Regions from separate parts of the Mus musculus genome. Here all the other regions are linked to region 4. The links are chromatin contacts, called in public ChIA-PET maps. All regions are on one chromosome and are shown on one strand. Each heading gives the region's core, a stretch centred on a gene start, on an enhancer-like site or on the middle of the called end of the contact. The rest is flanking DNA. Distances are from core to core; before and after follow the strand shown.

Region 1 (2,700 bases), core at 51-2,550, 400 kb after region 4:
GGGGAGAAAGCCCTTGCTCTTTGGGACCCTGGACCTCATATACCTGGTTCCTGCCTTTGCCTGGGTGGGAGAAGGAGGGGGAGGGGTAAGAGCCTCACCTTAGCCACCTCATATGGTCTTTGCTCCCAGCCTAAGCCTTGCTGAGGACAGGATTTCCAGAGGGGTGGTCACTCGATAAGCTTCTCACCGTCTTAGATCCAAGACCCATCGTTCAGCTCTTCCTATGGCTTCTCTTTCCGAAGATACTTTGAGGTCACATCTTTGCATGAAGCTAAGAGTCTCCTCTTGCCCCCACCCTGATGGCTCTGCCATCTCTTGAGAACTGCCAGCCTCCGCTTGTCCTCTCTGGTGCTCTCCTTCCTCTATGGTCAGCACTTCTCCAAGTGAGTCCTGGGGACACTCACGCTTCTTTTTAAATGTGCTCAGGAAAACGGGTGCCTGTCTCATGATCCATACGACATGCTGTGGAAATGTCAAGCATTCAAAGTAATATGGGAACATATAGAAGCCATCTCCTCAGGAGGGCAAAACATAAAGTCTTTGTCTCACCTGACCAGGGCCTCAGGATGACCGCAGGGGATCAATGGGCCTTCTCTGGCCTCCTGTCCTCAATGCAGACATTGCCTGCCTGGAGAGGCTCCATGTGGGTTCCCAGGCCCCCCTCACAAGTCACAAAGCTCCTGCCCCATTTCTCATCCACACTGGAACTTTGCAGACCTTGTCTTTCCCACTCGGTGCCTCCTCCTAGTATTCCAGCTGGTGGGCTTGGTCTTGTCCCACTGTGGGGCCCATTGCCCACATCCTCCAAGCCTCTGCAGAGACTCTGAAGAGGGATGGGGGAAAGGGCCTGGAGGGGTGGCTCAGTGGTTAGCACACATATCACTCTTCCTGAGGACCTGAGTTTGATTCCCAGCACTTACTGCAGGAGGTTTACACCTGACTGAAACTCTAGCTCCAGGGGGATGTGATTCCTCCCTCCACGCGTATCGTCCAGAAGGGCCAGGGGCCCTGTAGGAGCTGATAGGTGGGGCTGGATGCAGATTTATGTTCAGGAGCTCGCTGACAGAGTGAGCCCAGCAGCTTGAGTGACTGCTGCCATCTCTGCAGCATGCTTGAGCCCAGGCCTCAGAGGCCAACAAATAACAGGGGCAGAATCTGAACCCAGTGTCCTGCTGCTGGTACCATACTCTGCCTGTCTGAGACTGGGTGATGACAAGAAGGTGAGAACACCCAAGTGCTCTGTGAACCACAGACTGCATCTCCTGGAACTGTCTGTCATTGTCGCCGTCGCCGGGCAGGAAGTAAGGTCCCACTTATCCCCTTGAGGGCCTCTGACCTGAGACAGCAGTGGCTGGGTCCCATACCACATGGCTCCCTGAGTCCAAACAAGAAGCTAGATGGTATGGTGGGGCTATAGAGCCAGCTGGAGAGAAAAAAGACTTCTGCCCAGAACCCTGGGTTCACAGCTCTGCGAGCAAAGCATGAATTTTTACAGTGGGCACAGAGCATTTGATACTGCCACCCCTTGGCATGGGTGCATAGCCCCACCTGAGAGGCTGGTAGCTCAGGCAGCCCGCTGTCTTAGCTGTCTGTGGGGTGAGGGCAACCTAGCCTGGACTGGCACCTGCAAGGGCCAATGTGGGGTTGTGAGAGGCTAGAGAGAGCTGAGAGGCTCAGGGCAGTTGGGCACTCAGGCTTTCAAGGTTCTCCTCTGACCACGCCCACCTCTCCCTCCTCAGCTGTAAATGTCAAAGGGGTCTGACTGTTTCCCCAGATCCCTTCCCCGTCTAAGCCATGAGAAATGTTGCTTGTTTCCTATCTGCCACTTTTAGCACAAATCTGTCTCCCTTCTGATACTTTTCCCTTTTTAAAAAAAAAATAGCTTTTGAGAATTTTTGAAAAATGTGACAGGCAGAGGCAGACAGGAGCTGCTATAGGGGCAAGAGAGATGACTGATTAGCACTGCATACATTCCCAGCATGCACCTCTGCAGGGTCACAATCACTTATAATCTAGCTCCAGGAGGATCTCACCCTGTCTCCTGGTCTCCACTGGACAGACACAACTCTACCTGGCTGACAGAAATTGCACATCCATGCCAAGCCTCAGTTTTCCCATCTGCAAAATGGAATAATAGAGTCAGATGCACAGCTGTGCTAGGAAGCTGCTTGGAATGTGGCTGCTTTATTGTGTGGTCCCTCCACCAGGGGGCTCAGAGCTTGAAAAGAGCCTTGCTCACACTCTGGGTTTCAGGAAAGAACGCCAAGTCAGGGGTCGGGAAGTAGGTGTGTGGTCTACCTGGTTCACTCCTTGGCGCTCACTCCTCTTTCAAAGTTGAGTCACTCAAGGCTGGGAAGACAGCTCAGTCAGTAACATGCCTGCCACACAAGGACCTGAGTTCAGATCCCTAGAACCTACCACAAACAAGCAAACAAACAAAGAAGCCATATACAGTAATGCATGCCTGTTGGCCCAGCATTGGTGTGTACAGCAGCAAGAGAGAGAGATAGGCAGGCTCTTAAGCTCATCAGCTGCACAGCCTGGAAGAAGCAAGCTTTAGGTTCATTGAGAGATCGGGCCTTCAAAACAAAAATGGATGGAAGGAAACTAAAGAAAGTCACCCCATGTCAACCTTGGATCTCCACTCACATGCTCACACACATACACTAGCACCAACATGCACACACTACACACAACACA
Region 2 (2,700 bases), core at 139-2,638, 360 kb after region 4:
GTTGGTGCCAGGTGGGATGAATCAGTGATGTCGTTCATGGATGAATGCATACATGAATGGGTATACTTAGCATCTGCCCTTGGTTGCTGCTGCTGCTGCTGCTGCTGCTGCTGCTGCTGCTGCTTTTGGAGTCTCTCCAGCTTCTCGGTGCGGTGGCCGAGAGGACTGGTCAGGGCACAGTGCCAGCCTGTCTGGGTTCCTATCCTGGCGGTGACCTTGAGCTGTTTTCTTCGTGTCCCTCTATGTTTCCTCATCTTTTAAAATGGGTACAGCGTGTACTTCCCAGGATGTCATGAGACTAAATGAGTCAGTTGACATAAAGTACTTAGAATGGTACAGCTAATGGCCCTAAGTTAGTCGGTATTAACAGTTTCGTTACCATGATGATGATTGGCAAAGTTAGGGAGAAGCTGGCTGGAGACTTGGAGTTCCTGGGAGCTGTGGAGTGTTACAGGTAGAGAGGTGTCACAAGTTGTAATTGGGAGCTTCTCGCTATAAGTATTTCTGGTCAGTCATTTAAAGAAGCCTCACCAGAAATGGGATTTGGATCCCTGAGGATCCAGGAGTTTGTTCTGATTTTTCTAACTCTAAATAGGCATTTACAATTTTACATATTTTTTCAAGAGGGCCTCCAAAATGCCATAAACTTCAGCTGTCATAGACCTGAACTACAGTTTGCCACTGTGCCTGTTTCTGTGTCCCCCTTCACTGGTCCCAGTAGGAGGCACTGTCCCTCTTATTCTTGACCATGTGGTGTGCCCCAGGCTGAGCATGGCCTGAAGGATTGATTCCAGGCAGCCCACAGGGGGAAGGGGCCCTCAGAACACCTCCTGCCGGGGATGCGAATCACACCAAGGCCTGGCGCTAGGCCGAGTTGCTGCTGCTTTGCTAAGCTGAGGGCCACTGCAAGCAGGCTGAGACCTCGGTACTCTCTCTCCCTCCTCCCCTGTGTATGCTCTGGTGCGGGCACTGGAAGGCAGTTAGGCTATGGGAAGCAGGTTGCTGAGTTGTTGGGTTGTCGTTGGAGTAGCTGGCTGTGTGCCCAGTTTGGTGTCAGGGACCCTGTGTCCTGTGTCAGGTCATTGGCCTTGCTCAAAAGGATCTCCCTAGTCACCAAGACCACAGGATTCTCACTTGAAGGCTAAGGAGAAGATGGTGTCAGCCCCCTTATCAGTAATCTCAGAGTGAGGTATAAAGAGAACTCATAGCTCGAGAGGGCAGGACAGATAGAACTGGCTTCCAGAGGCTAGGCCGTTAGCTGGGGAAGACCCCTGGGTAGGCACTATGGACACTTGCTGCCTCCACTGGCATCAGGGCCTCTAGACCCTGCTCTGAGAGGGCCATTTATAACTCACAGCTGTGCGGTCCTGAGCCCAACTGACTGTGGTAAACCGATCTGGCTTCAGGAAGTCCCAACCCAAGGCCACTCCCAACCCGGCCCCATGCTCTCCTCACCTCCTGACACCCACATCCTGTTCTCAGCAGGAAGGCAGGCAGTGGGGCCCAGCCAGGGTCTCCAGCTGCAAAGCCCCAGATGGCCCTAGAACTGTGAGGCCCTAGAACCAACACCATCGAGGCCTATCCCAAAGACAAATATATAGGGAGACCAAGGTCAAAAGAAGGCTGGGGCCTGTGCTAGAGTCCACAGAATCAAGGCTCAGGAATGAGGTTGTAGCATCAGGGGTATGCTTGGAGCTCCTGGTATGATCCAAAGAGAGATTGATGCTTCTAGCCCCTGCCAACGATCACCAGAGGAGGCTGATGGAAGAAAGAGGAGGGCTTCAGGGAATCCTGGGAAAGGACACCATCTTGGATCCCAGACTTCAGCATTGCCATCTTCATCCAGTCGCCTCATTCTCTAGAGGTTCTTTACCAAGCCCAGAGATTGTGTAGGGCTAGGCATGGGCTGGAGAGAGGCTGCTGCTGAACGCTCCCAGCACCCGAGACCTAGGCTTTGTCATATGCTCAGGGCAGGCACTAACCTCTCTGCTTTGTTTTCTCTGCAAACACTCTTCTGCCAAAACTTCACTGTAGTGAGTTTGTAGAAATTTGGCCCAAGAAACTTAAGACATTTGTGACTAGATTCTAAAATCAGAACCCGAAAGAACATAAATTTTGTTTTATTTATTTATGCTGTGTATTTATTAAAGAATAAGAGAAATGCATTAGAAATACCTAACTATCTGTGGCTCTCCTCTGCTACACACTGAGTCTGGAGGATGGGGAGGTGGAGACAGGTAGACAGGTAGCCCTGAGGCTCAGCAGCTGGCCAGTCAAGCAGAACTGGTGAGCTCCAGGTTCAGTGAAAGACCCTGTCTCAAAAGACCAATGTGGAAAACCAGGTGTAGTGGCAGACACCTTTAATCCCACCACTAGGGAGGCAGAAGCGGGCAGATCTCCGTGAATTCAAGGCTAGCCTGGTCTTCAGAGTGAGTTCCAGGCAAGTCAGAGCTGGTAAGACATAGTAAGACACCATGTCTCAAAAACAAACACATACACACACACATACACACACAAAGAATATGGAGAGTGAATACAGAAGACACTCAACACTGACCTTATGTGCACACAAACGCATACAAAAATTAAATAAGTAAGGCTCCATGGTTAAGAGCATATACTACTCTTCCCGAGGACCTAACTTTGCTTTCCAGCACTCACACTGCCTGTAATACTAGGGGGATCCAATGACTCTGGCCT
Region 3 (2,700 bases), core at 83-2,582, 330 kb after region 4:
GCGGTTCAGTTCCCACAAATGGTGTTTAACCTTAACTGACTCATTCCCTTCAAGTCTCAGTGGCCTGGAAAGTAAGACTTCTGCAACCAAACGGCCTAGTGTGCGCTCTGCCCACTTTCCCTCAGCTCCTTGATCCATCAGATAGGTTATCATCAGCATACTGGCTGTTGTGGGAGTTCCCAGATCATGGTGTGCATGCGTGTGGGCTGGGGCTTGGAAGCTCCAGTGCCATCCATTTTCCTATGGTGCAGAGTAGCAGGGCACTCAGCAGGCTCAGCTTATGGTCTGGCTACTGGGCGTGAGCACCGAGAGTGCATTCATGTTCGCAGCAAGGCCAGAAGGACTGAGCCCACAGGACAGAGGGGTGGTGGCTGTACCCATTGTCCCACAGTAGGGCGGGAGGTGTGGAGAAAGAGTCATACTGCTCAGGGAAGCAACTGGGAGCAGGGCTGGGCTGGGGGCCAGAGAGAAGGATGCCAGACAGGTGTGAAATGATGCTGCAGCCAGCATCTATCACAATACTGACCCAAGCTAGCACCCCACAGCATCTGAGGAGTCTTGGGATGAAACTCGGGGCTCTAGGCAGCAGGGCAAAGCTGAGAAGAGCTGATGTCTATCAATCTTCTCCCTGGGGGCAGACACAGAGTCCTTCCCTGAAGCTTGGCCTCGAGGACTGTCTGGTATTCACTGTCTGATGAACAGGTCCCCACCGTCTGTCTGTCTGCCTGCCTGTCTGCCTCCCTGGCTGTCTCTGCTCTCCTTGTCTGTCTGAGCAGCACAAACAGCTCCTCCCCAGTGTTCCATCACTACGCATCCACTCGAAGGCTGGTGGAGGCACCAGCAGCTCATTCAGAGACCTATTCATTCTGCCACCGGGGCACCGGGCCCGGTTTTAATCATATGTGCTCTACCACGAGCTACAGATGGCTGGATTATTAATAGTCATAATTAATCAGCATCCATGAGATCTTTTCCCCAGCAGCAGATCCTCAGCTTGAGCGGCCCCGGAGGCCCTGAGCCCATCCCCTCTTTACAGACGGGAAGTGATGTGGGCCAAGGGAGGGGACTCCCCCTGAGTGGAACTGACTGTGGGTCCTCGCTTAAATGCCGGGTCTGGTGACAACCCACGGTGCTCCTGTGGAGGAACTGACTGTCTGTCTCCCCTCCCCCACTCTCCCCTGCCCATAGGACACTAGTCACTGGTAGAAGCGGTCAGCACTAGCACCCGAGGCCGGTGCCCAAGCTGTGAATGCACTCCAAGGCTTGGCTGAACATGGAGGGGGGAAAGGTTAGAGCAAGGAGGGCATAGCAGCTGCCAGGGCAATGGTAGGTTCAGGTAGGGTGGCAGTCCTGGAGTGGGTGGTGCCAAATGCCAGCATCCTCCCTCTTCTCTGCCCATAGCTGCTGGCCCTTTGTCCTAAGTGCCAAGTCCAGCAGTGGAGATTTAAACAGCTGCGGCAAGTGGCTTCGTGATTTATGGGGTTGCTGTGAGCTGTGCCATCGACTCAACCCAGCAGCAGTGAGGGTTCCTTGCCCAGTCCTGGACATGGCTGCCTGCCACCTGCTCTCTTTGCTCGTCTCCCTGTCCTGGCCACCTCCGGGACTGCCGTGCATGAGTGTGTACACATGTGTCCTGACCCGTGTCTGGGAGCATGTGCTGTGTGCACCAGATATCCTTGCTCTTGATTTGAGTGGAAATAAACAGTGTGCCATACAGGTGTGCCTGCCAGCACTCGGGGCAGCAGGGGTCCTGTGGGATGGATGTCTGCTTGTCAGTCTGTATGTGTGCAACCTGTGTTTAACAGGTATGACCGGCAGGGATATGATGGGGAATGTCTATATACACACACAAGTGCATACAGACACTGACTTACCTTGTACTCTCTACCTTATCAAGTCCCTATATATGCAAACATGGAGTATAAAAGGAGGATGTGTATGTATACACGTGTGTGTACACACACAAATATTCAGTTTATTCCAGGTATCTGGCCTGACGTTAGGTTTGTGAATAAGGAACCCTGCTGGTGGTAGGGAGATAGCTTCATTTGTCTTTGGAGCCCTTTACCTACCTTTTTTCCCAACTGCTCCTCCCCCTCTCCCAGAGCATCCCAGTCTCCCATTTCTCCCCTACCATGTCTATCAACTGTGAACCAGGCCATAGGAAAAACGCTGTGTCACAGAACCCACTTCCAAAGCAGGCAGATGAGGGCACTAACCCAGGTCCTGTCAGGAGCACATGACTCTCCATCCTGTGTTTTCTTGTTTGCTAATGGCTTTAAGGGCAGCCATTTTCGGTTAGGTTCAGATGGAGCTTGCTGTCTAGATCACTGGGTAAGTCAGGCTCCTTCCCAGTCAGGATTTGGGTCCCCATCTGTCACATGGTGATAAGGACCTTCACTAGCTGCCTTGGAGAGCTCTTCACTGTGTTCTCTTTCTCGAATATTGATAATTTGCTCAGACTGATCTCGGACTTGAAATCCTCCCACCACAGTCTCCTGGGTGTCAGAGTTACAGTCCTGAACCAGCATGCCCAACTTCACAGGGCCACTTTGATGAACAAACCAGATGGACAAAGGACTCTGTGAAGAAGGTGGGGTGATGGACGAGATGGTACTCACAGCACTTGTCAAAGCTCTAAGCTTGGGCGCCCAGGAGTGTGGGGGCATTAGAGACTGATGGAGGCCTGGGCCCACCTTC
Region 4 (2,700 bases), core at 28-2,527:
TACCACTCCTTATGGGATAGAGAGGGAGAGATGGGAGCTCCAAGTACAGAGATTCTCTTTGTTCTTAGCCCCCATGATGTGAGCTGTTCTACATCTCCACACTCTCCCATCATGATGGAGAGAACCCTCTGAAACCTTAGCCAAAAATACAGCAAACACACACACACACACACACACACACACACACACACACACACTAAAATAGCTGTACCAACATTTTGGTCACAGTGACAAATAGGTGACTAATATACCCAGGGCAATACTCATGGCTTGGAGGTAACTCTGTTGGGTTATTGTGCTTTGACAAAGAGCCTTCACTCTCAAGCTGGGTGGGGCACCTGGCCGGTCTTAGTGATGACAGGATTACATGGTTACATGGAGAGACGAACAAGGTGCTAAGAGACACCAGAGAATAACTGTGCTGCGTGTCAACCTTGGCACCTTGTCCATCCCTCTTTCTGTTCATCCCTCCCCTGGTTCACCTTAGCTGATCTCCTCACTGATCTTTTCCCTCAAGTCCTTCCCCTTTGCCTCCTGTCTTCTCAAAAGGACCCATCACTGCATATCAGAGCCATTTATGATCTACAGGGACATCTTGTCTGACTTGTACACTGCTGCAGCCCATTCATAGCACCATTCCACATTCTAGAATAAAAGTGGGGAGGAGAGAGCTGGGCACAGACATTCATGTCCCAGCCCCTTTCTCTGCTTCCCAGATGCTTCCTTAAATGGAATAATAAATAAATGATCATAAGACCGAGCCTGAGGGAGGTCACTGAGAGTTGAAACCAAAGAGGCCCGGGGAGGCCAAGGCATCACATCAGCCCTGCATGGAGACATTTGAGGGCTTCCTGGAAGAAGCAGAACTGAAGCTTGGAAAAGTCTCTGACTGTGAAGCATAGGCTGCCCTTCTGTACCCTTTATAAGCTCAATATGACTGTATATTAATTCAGGGTGGCAGACAGGATCCCACAACCACCAGATTGTTTATATTGTACTTGATCTTTGAACTAAAGTCCATGTTTAATGGAGGAAGCTTTGGAGGCAGAGGGGCATAGGCCATGGTAGAGTTAGGTAGCACTCTCTGTTCCTGAGAGCATCTTTTGGAGACCATGTCCTTGGATATTGCCAGACACTGGTCCAACCTCTTTTATCCTGGCTGTGCTGACACAGCTTGGTCTACTGCCTTCTTTTTATGCACACACTCACCCGACACTCACATCAAACCCTTCACAGCTAGGAAGGCTCTGAAGCCCCATGTGGGCATTCTCCACTGGAGGATGTGGGTATCACACCCACAGCCCTACAAAGGAAGGTCGGGGTCATCATTGGGCTCAACACCCAAGGAGCAGGCTTTGAGCTTGCTTGCACCCCAAGAGTTAAGGAGTATTGTCTCCTAGTGTTTGAGGGGGGCCATGTTTTTCAAGAATATTGTCTCCCAGTGTTTGAGTGGATCAGTGGTTTTCAGCCTAGCAATTTCATCACCACTCAAGCGTGAAGTGTGATCTGCAAGATGTGTTTGTCTGGCATCCAACCTCGGCTCCACCACATCCTTCCGAATTTCTCTGAAACTCAGCATCTTCCTCTGTGGAACCTCCCTGAAATGTCTGTTGTGCTTTCTCGAGAAAACTGATATTTTACTTTTTTTTTTTCGGTTAACCAACGTTTCTTAGAAACTAAAAGAAATCATCAAGACCAGGGTGGGGCCTAGGGAGCATAGGGCATGGCAACCTATAGACCAGGGAGTCTGCCAGCTGGTCCACCTGAGAAATGTGAGAGCTAGAAGAGAATACTCAGGATGCTGATAGCAAAGAGAAGGTATGCATCGGTGTGACGTGAAGCACCCTGTAGCCCTGAGGTGAGATCCCAGGCATGGCAGTATGGAAGATGTTGGCATAAAGTGAAACAGCATTTTAGTCAAAAACCTAAATTGCTAAAATTACCTAGAAAGGTAGACATTTCATCAGATGAAACCCCAAAGAACTTGGAGGGAAAATTTAAAGGATTGTATTGCTAAACATTTTTTTCACTAAGGAAAAAAAAGGCTTAAATAGCTTTGTAGAATGGTTTGTCAAAAGATTTTTTAAAATAATTTCAAGAGATTAAACTGTTTCCAATGTCTATACACTTTTCTAGGGTGTCTAAAAATGATATCCAATTCATTTTTATTAGTTGGAATATTTTTCATTTGTGTGTGTGTGTATGCATGCTCGTGTGTGTGTGTGTGTGTATGTGTGTGTGTGTGTGTGCACGTGCACAGCGCTATACTGTAGACTCTGGAGGCCAGATGATGGCTTTGGTCTTGGAACTGAATTTACAGATGGTTGTGAGTCACCATGTGGGTTCTGGGAACCAAATCCAGGTCCTCTGCAAAAGCAATAAATGCTCTTACCCACCAAGCCACCTCTCCAGCCCCACCCCACCCTGCTACCATGTTTACTGAGACACAGTCTCTTCATTGAACTTACAGTGTGCTGTTTTAGCTAGACTGGCTGGTTAGTGAAACCCTGGGACCCTCCTGTCTCTGCCTTCCCAGGGCTAGGCTGTAGTTATAGATGTAACCCACCACTTATATCATACATTGAGTGCTAGGTAGCTCAACCCGGGCTCATGCCTACGCAGTAAGCATTTTACCTTCTGAGTCATCTCCCTTGCCCCAAGTTGGAATAGCTTTAATAACTATGCCTGACAAATACAATA
Region 5 (2,700 bases), core at 135-2,634, 260 kb after region 4:
TGTACCTGTCCCTCTTACTATATGTATAGTATATAACAGCAGAACATGGTCTTTCAAGGTCACACTCCCAAGCTCAGTTTTCTTATACAGAAACAGTAAAGGAGTCAGAGTCTACTCTTCTATCCCCACCCTGTGTCTGATACCCCAGCAGGACCCAGTGAGACTGTAACCTCTCTGGGAGCAAGGGACATCTAACAACATCCATGCCCACATCCACCTATTCTTTCAGCAGCCATATCTTTGAATACATCCCATAGGCTAGGCACTATGCCAAGTGCTATCTGCCCATAGCAAGGCTTGGCCCCAAACTGGTTCAATCAGTGTTTGTAGACTGATTCTTGGCCTCTCCCATCTGTCTGGACAATGAAGATCATGACCATGGGTGGGCCCTGGAAAGACTCCCATGAGCAAGTCCCTGACTACCAGTAGCCGAAACACAGCTGTTTCTCCCAGCAGCTCTTGTGCCTGTGACTTTCTCTGACTTCCTCTGGGGTGAGCAAGGCTCTTTTTCCCCCAACATAAGAGAACACAAGGCATAGAGAGGTGTAGTGTCTGTCTGCAGACACACAGCCAGAGCTAGGAGCTCAGGTCTGATGGGTGCAAATTCCAAATTTTAGAATGCGACCAGCTCGGGCAAGTAGAGATGTGTCGGAATGTGCCTGGGAGTCTGGAGTTGAGATTAATCTCGAAGGCCAGCATCAGGCACTGCTGAAACCAAACCCCAGCAATGGCTGCCTCTACCAGCTGCTCAGCTGGGTAACGTGCCCTCAGATGTCTCGTGGTAAACTATAGGACATCTGTACCAGACAAAGCCTGCTGTCTGTCTAAGAGAAGAAAGGGAGAACCACAGTGCTTGTAGAGCCATTGGTCCCTGGGCAAGAACATGAAGTCTCAGAGTTCAGGGACAGTTCTTAGGGAAGCCGGAAGAGTAAGTAGAAGCAGAATCCTCCTGCGGAGGTCAGCTTCAATTAAAACATCCAGCCTCAAGGAGGAGGAGGAGGAGGAGGAGGAGGAGAGGAGGGAAGGAGGGGAGGAGAGAGAGGGGAGGAGGGGAGGAGGGGAGGAGGAAGGTCTAGGGTTGTAGAGGCCTTCCAACATGTTTCTCTGCTCCTCAGTCACAGAGGAGGCACTGTGTACCAGTGCCCAACCAGTATCCACATTTTCTGAAGGCAGGCCCGAGTTGTCAATCCAGAGACTAGACAGAAGAACTCAGCTCCACATGTAAGTGAGTCCCTGTCCCTAGGCAGGCACAGGCCTGGCCCTGGTTTCCTGATCTGTCTTGGCTATTGAAATCTAATGGGAAAGGGGGTGCAGAGGAGGCCTGGGATCTAGGCAAACTGACAGCTGAAGAATCAGCAAGACCCAGCCCAGGAGTCAGGCCTGACTGTGCTGGCCACTATCCAGACAGCTGAGCCTAGCTTGCAGTCCAGGGGCACATGACACTCCAAGGACCAAGTAAAGCCTGGGCTCCCATGTGAGTCTGGACACTCAGGGCCACTTGGCAGGCAGCAGGGTTCGGAGCCTGATGCTCTTCCCTGGTCTCAGGTTGGATTCCTACTGCTGAGACCTGCATGCATGTGGGAGTCATCTTGGCTGTACTGCCCATGGGACACATCTCTAAGGTCCAGCCTTGTTGTGCTCCCTGGATGTCCATAAGCAAGCTACTGGTCATTTGCCTGTGACTTCGGTGCCCTGGGATGAGAGCCATGACCAGGTTCCTGCCTCTCCAGTGCCATGCTGGTACATGCACCCTCGTGTGCAGGTTTATGAACACCCTGCACCAGTATGGCACTCCATGCAGGGGAGTGCCCTGCCATAGAAAAGCTGGCAAGACAGTGAGGCAGCAGGCCCACAGCGAGGCCCCTAACAAAGGCGGGGCGTTGGCAGGCAGCAGAAGAGGGGCGGGCTGAGATGGATGTGGCTTGGAGCCTAACAGGCCACCAGCAGCCGCAGCATCTGCTTTTTCTCACCTCTAAAGGGAATCGATTTGTCTCTGACTGATTTCCCTGACGTCTAGTTTTCTTCTCCGCCCGGCTGTCAACCCAGCCACTGTGCACAGGGCGGGGGAGGCCCTGGCCGTCAGCCTGCCTGCCTGCCTGCCCGCCTGCCTGCTCCTACCTCCCCATGCGCCCACATGCTCAAGGCTGATCTCATACTCATAGCCACAAAAAAAGCCCACACCCCACAGACAGCCTACCCACCCCAGACACAAACCCCACAAGATATGCACATCACACCCACCCACACACAGACAACCTGCCCACAACATAGACATCCCACATAATACACATAACACGTACACACACACAGATAACAACCTGCCCACAATACATTCACAGCCACACACAGGCAACTGGACCATAACCTGCCCACAACATATACAACATACACAACATACACACCCTACACAATACATACCCCATACATATATACACACAACCCACCCAGAACAACCCACTTACAGATAACATGCCCACAGCACACACACATGCCACAATGTATATGTATATACATGTGTTATATGTTATCATACTCCTACCCATAGACAACCTGCTCTCAGCATGTACACAATACATAGACCCTCTCTTTCAGATGATGTCTCCTCCACTCACACATATATACACACATATATAGACATACCTCTCGCCTGTATTTAACAGACCCACACACCCTGAACTAGATACACAGACCACTCATGCT
Region 6 (2,700 bases), core at 68-2,567, 480 kb after region 4:
CCACATAGCCTGGTCTAGGATATGAGGACAGTTCTGCCATGTGTCTTAGCAGATTGGCATCAACCTCCCAGGGGTAGAGGGGATACTTCCTCAGTTCCTTCTCAGCCATGTACCTTTATGCTAAGACAGTGGGGTGAGCAGGCAGGATTGGAGAGCAGTGGCAGTGAGCTCCATCTGTCCAAAACTCCTTAGAAAGCTCACTGACCTGAATGAAGAAGAAATGGAGGCTAGAGTCCCCAACCTCAGATCACAGTGAAGAAGGGACAGAAGCAGCCCAAGCCACCTTGAGCACACTCCGCCTAGCTCTCGAGGCAAAGTTGCTGGGTTTCTAGCCTCGCAGTTCAAAACAGGAGTCTCACACACCTCAATCCACATCTACAGCACACAGCACCATACAATTCTCAGGTCAATGTTTGCTTAGAAGGTAGTCTGTGGTGACCAAGGAAAAGCAGAGAAGCTATGGAAATGTCCTAGCCCCAGCAAAGATTCAAAAAGGAGTGGCCTTGTCATCACTAGTAGCAAGAATAGCCACCAATCTCAGAAGTCCCAGGTCCGCTGCTGGGCCTCACACCCACAAGCTAGGTGTCTGGAATTCATGCGTATAATCCTGTAGCCTTCCTCCTGGTACTGGGTACATCCCAGAGTCAGCTAATGAGTTCTCTCTGACTGCTCCCTGCTTCTCCTCCACAGTTACCCTGGGGGTCCTAGTGCCCCAGCAGGCATGGGCATCCCTCCACATACTCGGCCTCCTGCTGACTTCACCCAGCCAGCGGCCGCTGCTGCAGCAGCTGCAGTAGCAGCCGCCGCTGCCACAGCCACAGCCACAGCCACAGCTACAGTGGCAGCCTTGCAAGAGACACAGAACAAGGATATAAACCAGTATGGACCGGTAAGGGTTCCTGCCCGCTGGCCTGGCCTCACCCAGGCTGGGGAAATCTTGAGCGTTAATGCCACGGGTATCCTTGGAAGCCCCTTAAAAGAGTGTTGTGTGTGGGTATGGTAAAATGGTTGGGTGTGGTGGGGTTTGGGGGTATGCTATGCTCTCTGGGCTGGTAGCTCCCAGTGCATATGGGGGAAGAGGTACCCTATTGGTTTCGGAGTTCCTGCTTATCAGACAGTAGGTTGTGTGCCTAAAATGGCTTTGTGACTAGCTTGTCCCTAATCACCTCTGAGGCCACTATTGTCCCATCTGTGGATTTTACCCAGGCCTCATCGTAGATCCTCTGACCTTCAAAAGGATGGGGTGGGGTGTGAAAAGGGGAACCCCATAACCCTGCAAGGCAGAAACATGAAGGAAGGGTGCAGGGTGAGCAGGAGGAAGTGGGCTGGGTAAATCACACTTAGTGTATGGAGGGTGTGTCTCCATTGGCTACTGACCAAGGGCAAGGCCAGGGCTTTCAGGAAAGGGCTTCAGCCTCCATCCTCATCCGCCTCCTCTTCCTGTGTCCTCCCTGTGTCCCTCCCATCCCTACCCACTTCCATGTCCCCTGCCTGCCTCCCTGGGAATGCTGCCTGTGCCTTGGAGTGACTGCTCCCTGCCCTACCCAAACCCACCAGCTGCATTTTCCCATGAGACCTGCAGAGGGCAGTAGTGAGCCCTGGAGGACTGGGTCCTTTAAGAGCTCCTGGCTCTTAACTGCAGCCCTGTGGGAAAGTGCTGCTCCCCCTTTAGCCCCCTACCTTCCTTCCCTGCACTTTCAATGCATGTGGCATTTTATTCTTTTTTTTTTCTTCTTCTCCCATTGAAGGTGTGTTCCTCTTTCCAGATGGGTCCCACCCAGGCGTATAACAGCCAATTCATGAACCAACCCGGGCCTCGGGGGCCTGCCTCCATGGGGGGCAGCCTGAACCCTGCCGGCATGGCAGCTGGCATGACACCCTCGGGCATGAGCGGCCCTCCCATGGGCATGAACCAGCCCCGACCACCCGGCATCAGCCCCTTTGGCACACACGGGCAAAGGATGCCCCAGCAGACCTACCCAGGCCCCCGGCCCCAGTCCCTTCCTATTCAGAGCATAAAGAGGCCATACCCGGGAGAGGTAAGTGTGACTATGATGGGGGATGGGAGGAGAAGGAACATTGACAGAGGGACCATGGACCCAGGGACCTTGGAAAAGGCACAGTTAGGCCACTTAGAGAACTTGAACTAAAGGGCTTTGGAGGCTTAGCCCCTGACTAATATCATCTCTGTTGTGGAAAACACCAAACAAGTCACTACACCTGAGTGTGTATGACTTTAAATCAATGGTATTCACAATCCACACTGGCCCTTAGAATGCCCAGAGGACAGGGGGCCGTGACATTGTAAAATACCCTGCCTAGAGCAGGCAAGTGTAGAAGCAGAAACCATGGAGACCACTTAACCCTGTCCATACTCAGATACTAATGGATGACCCTGGATGAGGACCTCAGTGCAGGGAGCCACCTAGAGAGTGAGGGCTGCCACTAGTACACTAGTACAGGCTGTGTGTCAGGGAGGCCATCGGATGGCACACAGTATCCCTAGGGCTTACTTCCATCATATTGCTCTCCTGGGGATAGTGCCTTCTCTGGGGTCTCCTAGCAGAGGTGCCAGAGGAAACCATCCCAGCAGACGGTCCCAAGCACCGTGGAAGGTCAGGGGAAAAGGGAAGTCACCAGGTCTCAGTGACACTCAGAATACAACTGAGACCAAGATCCGTGCCCAGCTGATGCGCCCCC

The links. ChIA-PET counts read pairs in DNA pulled down with a chosen protein or histone mark.
Region 1: an RNA polymerase II ChIA-PET map of memory CD8 T cells shows a contact between it and region 4, with 57 read pairs. The contact joins two enhancer-like sites. A contact is called at or near these places in 1 of 15 datasets of contacts at CTCF or cohesin (large pre-B cells), 2 of 484 Hi-C or Micro-C datasets (the 63-12 cell line and bone marrow-derived macrophages), 9 of 115 datasets of contacts at active chromatin or transcription factors (the 230-238 cell line, CD8 T cells, T-cell acute lymphoblastic leukemia and 6 more) and 1 of 9 other capture datasets (embryonic stem cells).
Region 2: a contact with region 4 is called in an RNA polymerase II ChIA-PET map of effector CD8 T cells, with 5 times the contacts expected there. The contact joins two enhancer-like sites. A contact is called at or near these places in 1 of 15 datasets of contacts at CTCF or cohesin (large pre-B cells), 5 of 115 datasets of contacts at active chromatin or transcription factors (cardiomyocytes, effector CD8 T cells, large pre-B cells and 2 more) and 1 of 9 other capture datasets (liver).
Region 3: an RNA polymerase II ChIA-PET map of memory CD8 T cells shows a contact between it and region 4, with 11 read pairs. The contact joins two enhancer-like sites. A contact is called at or near these places in 3 of 115 datasets of contacts at active chromatin or transcription factors (cardiomyocytes, memory CD8 T cells and pancreatic cancer cells) and 1 of 9 other capture datasets (liver).
Region 5: an RNA polymerase II ChIA-PET map of memory CD8 T cells shows a contact between it and region 4, with 17 read pairs. The contact joins two enhancer-like sites. A contact is called at or near these places in 2 of 115 datasets of contacts at active chromatin or transcription factors (large pre-B cells and memory CD8 T cells).
Region 6: an RNA polymerase II ChIA-PET map of memory CD8 T cells shows a contact between it and region 4, with 13 read pairs. The contact joins two enhancer-like sites. A contact is called at or near these places in 1 of 115 datasets of contacts at active chromatin or transcription factors (memory CD8 T cells) and 1 of 9 other capture datasets (embryonic stem cells).

What each region holds. Positions count from the first base shown.
Region 1 is chr14:25,558,826-25,561,525 of GRCm38.p6, forward strand. All of the region lies in intron 3 of Zmiz1 (zinc finger, MIZ-type containing 1), which reads left to right. Among named protein-coding and RNA genes, the nearest start is that of Mir3075, 26 kb to the left of the region's middle. Within about 2 kb of position 1,301, at least 34 of the 459 cell types and tissues checked have an H3K27ac peak or open chromatin away from gene starts, as enhancers often do. A contact at or near this core is called in the 230-238 cell line, CD8 T cells, effector CD8 T cells and 3 more, where this site is marked.
Region 2 is chr14:25,515,978-25,518,677 of GRCm38.p6, forward strand. All of the region lies in intron 2 of Zmiz1 (zinc finger, MIZ-type containing 1), which reads left to right. Among named protein-coding and RNA genes, the nearest start is that of Mir3075, 17 kb to the right of the region's middle. Within about 2 kb of position 1,389, at least 190 of the 459 cell types and tissues checked have an H3K27ac peak or open chromatin away from gene starts, as enhancers often do. A contact at or near this core is called in effector CD8 T cells, memory CD8 T cells and pancreatic cancer cells, where this site is marked.
Region 3 is chr14:25,492,604-25,495,303 of GRCm38.p6, forward strand. All of the region lies in intron 1 of Zmiz1 (zinc finger, MIZ-type containing 1), which reads left to right. Among named protein-coding and RNA genes, the nearest start is that of Zmiz1, 35 kb to the left of the region's middle. Within about 2 kb of position 1,333, at least 55 of the 459 cell types and tissues checked have an H3K27ac peak or open chromatin away from gene starts, as enhancers often do. A contact at or near this core is called in memory CD8 T cells, where this site is marked.
Region 4 is chr14:25,160,599-25,163,298 of GRCm38.p6, forward strand. No RefSeq gene overlaps it. Among named protein-coding and RNA genes, the nearest start is that of 4930572O13Rik, 19 kb to the left of the region's middle. Within about 2 kb of position 1,278, at least 27 of the 459 cell types and tissues checked have an H3K27ac peak or open chromatin away from gene starts, as enhancers often do. A contact at or near this core is called in the 230-238 cell line, CD8 T cells, effector CD8 T cells and 4 more, where this site is marked.
Region 5 is chr14:25,419,802-25,422,501 of GRCm38.p6, forward strand. Gm32645 (a long non-coding RNA gene) reads left to right here. Exons shown (of 7, transcript XR_003951092.1): 6 at 1,116-1,221. Among named protein-coding and RNA genes, the nearest start is that of Zmiz1os1, 14 kb to the left of the region's middle. Within about 2 kb of position 1,385, at least 98 of the 459 cell types and tissues checked have an H3K27ac peak or open chromatin away from gene starts, as enhancers often do. A contact at or near this core is called in memory CD8 T cells, where this site is marked.
Region 6 is chr14:25,644,969-25,647,668 of GRCm38.p6, forward strand. It overlaps Zmiz1 (zinc finger, MIZ-type containing 1), which reads left to right. Exons shown (of 24, transcript NM_001310666.1): 10 at 691-889; 11 at 1,767-2,039. Among named protein-coding and RNA genes, the nearest start is that of Gm52102, 15 kb to the right of the region's middle. Within about 2 kb of position 1,318, at least 74 of the 459 cell types and tissues checked have an H3K27ac peak or open chromatin away from gene starts, as enhancers often do. A contact at or near this core is called in memory CD8 T cells, where this site is marked.